Regions from separate parts of the Anas platyrhynchos genome. Here region 1 is linked to region 2. A link is a contact called in public Hi-C data. All regions are on one chromosome and are shown on one strand. Each heading gives the region's core, a stretch centred on a gene start, on an enhancer-like site or on the middle of the called end of the contact. The rest is flanking DNA. Distances are from core to core; before and after follow the strand shown. Region 1 holds the start of BRCA1 (BRCA1 DNA repair associated). Region 2 holds the start of BECN1 (beclin 1).

Region 1 (2,700 bases), core at 77-2,576, 130 kb after region 2:
AAACTTGGTGTTGGAACACTAGCAGCTTCTCTTTCAATTCTGACCTCCCATGGCAAGGGCAAAGGCCTTTGTAAAGAAGAGGTGCAAGAGCCCGTGTAGTAGAAAACAAGAAAATATACGTTCATATACATATAAAATGTACCTTCATAAACACATAGAAGAAAGATTTAAAGATTAAAAAATATTCGCCACAATAGACAAAAAAAAATCTGCAACACCAGCAGCAAGAACCTTTAAGAACTGATCAGACATTGTAAATATTCAGGCGTTAGACAGAATTTGTGTTATTTTAGCATTTGTTTACATTGCAGAAGTACAAACCACGCTTAACTTTCGGTGGCAAAGATCCACGCTGCTTTACAAACGATGCTCTAATCGGATCAGTTATATTTTTACTTCAGTTGGGTAGAGCACCGAGTCATGGAGGTGGCAACACGAAAACAAAGGCTTGCCAAAATATCTGAGCAAAACGCGCTTCCTGTCTTGTATTTGCTCTTAGAAAACACCAACGTTAACTGACTTTAAAACATCACTCTTCGTATTTTCTTTTGACCCCACCACTCTCAAATCCCTTCAGCAGAAGCAAAAAATAAAAGTCCGAGCCCCAGCGCTGATCCCCGGCCGTACCAAATGGGGCACTCCAAGTTCTTCTGCATAGCCGAGAGCACATTCTGCACCTCTCCAGCGGCAACCACGGCCAGGTCCATGCTTCGCAGCCCCAAATACCTGCAAACAATAAAAAAAAACACCAATAACCCCCCAGATCCACACGGGGCTGCCCCAAAAATTCAGCCTGGAAAATTCCCAGCCCGGGGCCCGAACCTCAGCCCCTGCTCCGGGGCGAGGCTCCCCGAGAGCCTCCCGCACCCAGGGAGCACCCCACAGCGCCACGGGACGGCTCCGGGCCCCGCCACACGGCCTGAAGGGGGCACGGGGGGGAGCCCCGCGGCCGTTCCCGGCGCTGAGGCTCGGGAGGAGGCCAGGGGGAGGCTCCTGGGAGGCTGCCCGGAGGAGGCCGCCCGGAGGCCGCAGCGCTCCCCTCCCGCTCCTCACCCGCCCACCGCCGCCCTGTCACATTTCGCGCCCTTCCCGCCAGCCAGAAAAACAACGCGCCCCAACAGCCAATCGCATCCGCCGGCTGAGTCACGTGCCCCGAGAAACGCTCTCTTATTCGCTGCTTTCTCGAGGAGGGGCCCCGCCTCTGTTGCCACGGCGGGGATCGAGGCGCCTGATTGGCTGCGGTGTTACCTCGTGACCTTCAAAGCCTCAGCGTGCGCAGCGCCCCTGCGGCGCGCTGCATTTTGGGAGCACCGGAAGTGCGCGTCCGCTGGCTCGCCGCCCGTCCTCCCGCTTCCGGCTTCCCCGGGCTGTGTTATTGTTGTGTTTCCACCGCGCGCGGCCCCGCCTACCGACCAATCAGCGCGGCGGAGCGGCTGAGCGACAGGGCGGGCGACCAATAGCATCGCGCGGAGGGCGGGTGGGGGAGCTGGCTGGGGCCTGTCCGCCATGTTAGGGCCGGCGGGGCGCTGAGGGGCTGGGGGCAGCGGCGGCGGGGGCTGAGGCGGCGGCGGGACCCTGAGGGGCCCTGGCTGCCGGGTCGGGGCCTCGGTGGGGTCAGCGGGTGTGTGAGGAGCCTCCCCGGGCCCTCCTGAGGGGCCTCCCGCGGTGAGGAGCGGGCCATGGAGCCGCAGGTGAATCTCCGCGTCAGCTGCCGCGGGGAGACCCAGAGCTTCCTCGTGTCCGACTCGGCGCACACGACGTGGGCCGATGTGGAGGCCATGGTGAGTCCGGGGCCCGGCTCCTGGGGGTTAAAGGGGGGTGTGTGGGGGGGTGATGCGCGGTTCTGTCGCCTCAGGGGGGGGTTGGAGCTTTTGGGGCTCGTTTTGTGCTTAGGGGGAGGTGGGAAGGGTGTTGTGGAGAAAGCTGCTGGGGGTTGGTTGTGGGGTTTGGGTTTGGTTTGGTTTGAGATGGGGGCAGGGGACCAGAGCTGTGTGCTCTGCTCTGTTCCTGTTGGCAATCCTTACTTTTGCTCGTCTGTTGTTCTGTTGTCCATTTGAGTAGATGTAGTTGGATTACTCACAGAATCACTTAGGTTGGAAGAGACCTCCCAGATCACCCAGTCCTAACCTCTGACCTAACACTACCAAGCCCTCCACTAAACCATATCACTAAGCACTGCATCTAAACGTCTTTTAAAGATCTCCAGGGATGGTGACTCCACCACTTCCCTGGGCAGCCCGTCCCAATGCCTCACAACCCTTTTGGTAAAGAAGTTCTTCCTAACATCCAACCTAAACCTCCCCTGGCACAACTTCAGCCTTTCTCTGTTACTTACAGAGGGTTTCTCTCTTTCTCTCTCTCTTTTTTTTATCCTCTGGGATGCCGAGTCCTGAACATAGGCTTTTGGTTTCCTGTTTCCTGGTGCTTTGTGTACCCATGTGGCTGTAACTGTTCCTGTCAGCAGGCCTTGTGTACCTAGGCAGGTGTCTGTGAAGATCTGCATATCAGATACTTGGCATACCGAGGAGTTTTTGTCTTGAGTTTTCCCGTCCTATGTAGTCAAGACTCTTTCGTTGGACGTGGTTTATGTTATGCTGTTAGGATTCTCAGAGTTACGATGGAGCAGTAGTGATTATTGATTTAATTTTGTAGTAGCTCTCCTGGTTTGTGTGGGTACGTTGTTTGAAAAGTTGTACCTTA
Region 2 (2,700 bases), core at 123-2,622:
CCGTCCCCAAGTCCCCGGGCACAAACCCACGGTCAGCACGCTGCTCACTTGTAGTTCTGGCACTCGTTCTCGGTGATGTTGAGCTGTGTGTCCAGCTGGTCCAGCAGCGTGTCCGTGCACTCCTCGCACAGGGGGTGATCCACGTCCGTCTGCCCCGACATGATGTCGAAGAGGTCGCCGGTCACCTGCGGAGAAATTCCGTGCCCCCCCCATGAGCTCCCGACAGCCGGGCGCGCCTCTTCCCTTCCCAGAAAGATTTCTGCAAGCCACACCTGGATTTTAAACCACCTTTTTTTCAACTATTTGCAAGAAAAACATCTCAAAGGCCGTCATGGAATAAATTCGACCTCGTGGAGCGTCAGTGACGAGGATCTGAATTTTGACGAGGACCCGAGGTGCCCCCCCTGCACACCACTTGCCTTCAGCCTCCTGCTGAGGTTTTCCATCGTGCCGCCGTCTGACGCCTCCCCGATGAGCGTGAAGCTGTTGGCGCTCTCCGTCGACATCATTCTGGGGACGAATTTCACCGGGAAGGGAGCGCCGGGGATGGGGGTGAGGGGGGCTCAGGGGAACAGGGCGCAACCGGGATTTGGGAGTTGGGGGAGATCGCCTCCAATTTTTTTGGGGGAAGGAGGGGGGCAGCATTTTGGTGCTCGGCCAAAGCGCACAACTGATAAACGGTGCCCTAAATACACCGGGGGGGCAAAACGGGGGGCGCCCCGTGAGGGGCAGCGCCCACGGCTCCTCCCCACCCCCCCCCAAAGCTCCGGTGCCCGGTTTGGGGGCTCCCCACCGTACCTGGCAGGTGGGATGAACCTCCTGGACACGCCGTCCTGCCGGCTCTCCGCGAAGCCTTCCTGCGGGGAGGGAAAGGGAACCAGGCGGTGCCGTTACTGGGGCCCGGCGGCTCCCCCCCCACCCCCTCCCCGGTCCTCCCGGTGCCCCCTCCCCGTACCTCGCTCAGGGCGCTGCTCTCCTCCTCCTGCGCATCCCCGGGCCGGGCGGGAGCGGCGGTGAGCAGCGGGGCTGTGGGGGCGAGGAGCTGTCAGCGGCCGAGACCCGGTCCCGGTCCCGTTCCCGTTCCCATTCCACCCCCCCCCCCCCCCTCCGCCACCACCGGGGCCCCCGTTGCCGGTACCGGTGAGCTCCTGGATGGTGAGGCGGTCGAGGATCTTGAAGGAGGTGTCGAGCTTCAGCGGCTGGCTGCAGCGCTGGCACACGAAGCTCACCTGCGTGGTGCAGCCGCCACCACCACCGGCCCGCCCGCCCTCCATGCTGCCGCCACCGGGCTCCCTTCACCGCCGCGCTCCCACCGCCACCGCCGCCATTACTCCCGCTGCCGGAAATCAAGCCCTCCACTTCCGCCCCTTTCCCGTTCCACTTCCGCCCTTTTCCCTTTCCACTTCCGCCCTCAACCCCTCCAGTCCTCCCCGCCAGGTCCTGGCAGGTACATAACCCCCCCACACCACCCCCCCCCCTCTTCCTACACACCCCCTAAATTCCCTCCCTCCCTCTGCCCTACCAGGACCCTCCTCCCTATCACGTGTGCAGAAATCCAACCTCCCATTGGCTGCCTCTCCGCGCCGAGCTCACTTCCGGCGGCGGCGGCTGTGGCGGCGGCAGCGCTGCGGTAGCCGGCGGCGGCGGCGGTGGCGGCAGAGCGCGGCCCCGCGGCGCAGCGAGACCCGGAGCAGGCCCCGCCGCCATGGCCTCGTTGCTCAAGGTGGACCCGGAGGTGAAGCTCAAGGTGCGCTCCGCCGCCAGCAACCATCGTTAAGGGCCCGCCGGGGCCGCCAGGGCCTAGCCCCGAGGCCCGGGCCGGCGCGGATCCGCGCCGGCCCGGGCCTCGGGGCTAGGCCCTGGCGGCCCCGGCGGGCCCGAGGCCTTTGTGGATGCTCCCTTGAAGGGCTCCGGTTGGGTTAAAGCGCACCCAAGGGGCGGGTTTCCCCTCCTTGGTTCCCCTCCGGGTTGTTCTGAGCGCTGCGGAGCTCGGCCCGTGGGGGTAGCGGAGGGGTTGGGTGATTTGAGCCCCGTCTCGCCCCGCGTGGGGCCTCCGCGGTGAGGCCCTGTTTAAAATAAGGAGGGGATAAGCGAGGTGCAGGGTGAGGGTGGCGTGGCTGCCTCGTGAAGGGAAGGAGAGGTGGGAGGTTGAGGCTGCCTGGTTCTAAAAGCAAGGGGAAGCGCAAGGTGCAGGCGAAGAAGGGGGTGACTGCTCAGAAAAGCAAGGGGGAGCCCAGGATGCAGGCTGAGGGGGGAGCAGCTGCTCATAAAAACAAGGAGAGGTGAAGGGTTCAGGCTGAGGGGTGGTCTGTCAGCTCGTAAAGGCAAGGAAGGATGCAAGGTTTAGGTTGAGGGAGGTGTAGCTGCTCCAAAAAAGCAAGGAGAAGCCCAGGATTCAGGCTGAGAGTGGGCTACCTGCTCAGAAAAGCAAGGAAAGATGCCAGGCTTAAGCGGACTACACACGCCTAAAAACAAGGAGAAGCCCAGGATTCAGGCTGGTGGTGGTGTACCTGCCTTGGAAAGACAAGGAGAATTGGAAGATTCAGGCTGTGAGCGGTCTGCCTGTTTCTAAAAGCAAGGAGAAATGCAGCGTTCAGGCTGAGGGTGGTTCATCAGCTCCTAAAAGCAAGGGGAAGCCCAGGGCTCAGGCTGAGGGTGCTCTCTGCTGCTGCACAGAGCAGTGCTCGGCTGATACCGAGC

The links. A called contact is a pair of places that touch in the nucleus more often than the background predicts.
Region 1: a contact with region 2 is called in a Hi-C map of skeletal muscle, with 2.4 times the contacts expected there. The contact joins the promoter of BRCA1 here to the promoter of BECN1 in region 2. A contact is called at or near these places in 4 of 8 Hi-C or Micro-C datasets (liver, skeletal muscle and subcutaneous adipose tissue).

The regions. Positions count from the first base shown.
Region 1 is chr28:1,344,433-1,347,132 of IASCAAS_PekinDuck_T2T, forward strand. It overlaps BRCA1 (BRCA1 DNA repair associated), which reads right to left and starts at 1,327. Exons shown (of 23, transcript XM_038168748.2): 1 at 1,249-1,327; 2 at 628-726. The coding sequence starts at 707. It overlaps NBR1 (NBR1 autophagy cargo receptor), which reads left to right and starts at 1,488. Exons shown (of 21, transcript XM_027445428.3): 1 at 1,488-1,781. The coding sequence starts at 1,680.
Region 2 is chr28:1,214,547-1,217,246 of IASCAAS_PekinDuck_T2T, forward strand. It overlaps BECN1 (beclin 1), which reads right to left and starts at 1,373. Exons shown (of 11, transcript XM_027445495.3): 1 at 1,139-1,373; 2 at 956-1,026; 3 at 799-857; 4 at 420-510; 5 at 49-185. The coding sequence starts at 1,274. PSME3 (proteasome activator subunit 3) reads left to right here and starts at 1,570. Exons shown (of 11, transcript XM_027445595.3): 1 at 1,570-1,747. The coding sequence starts at 1,706.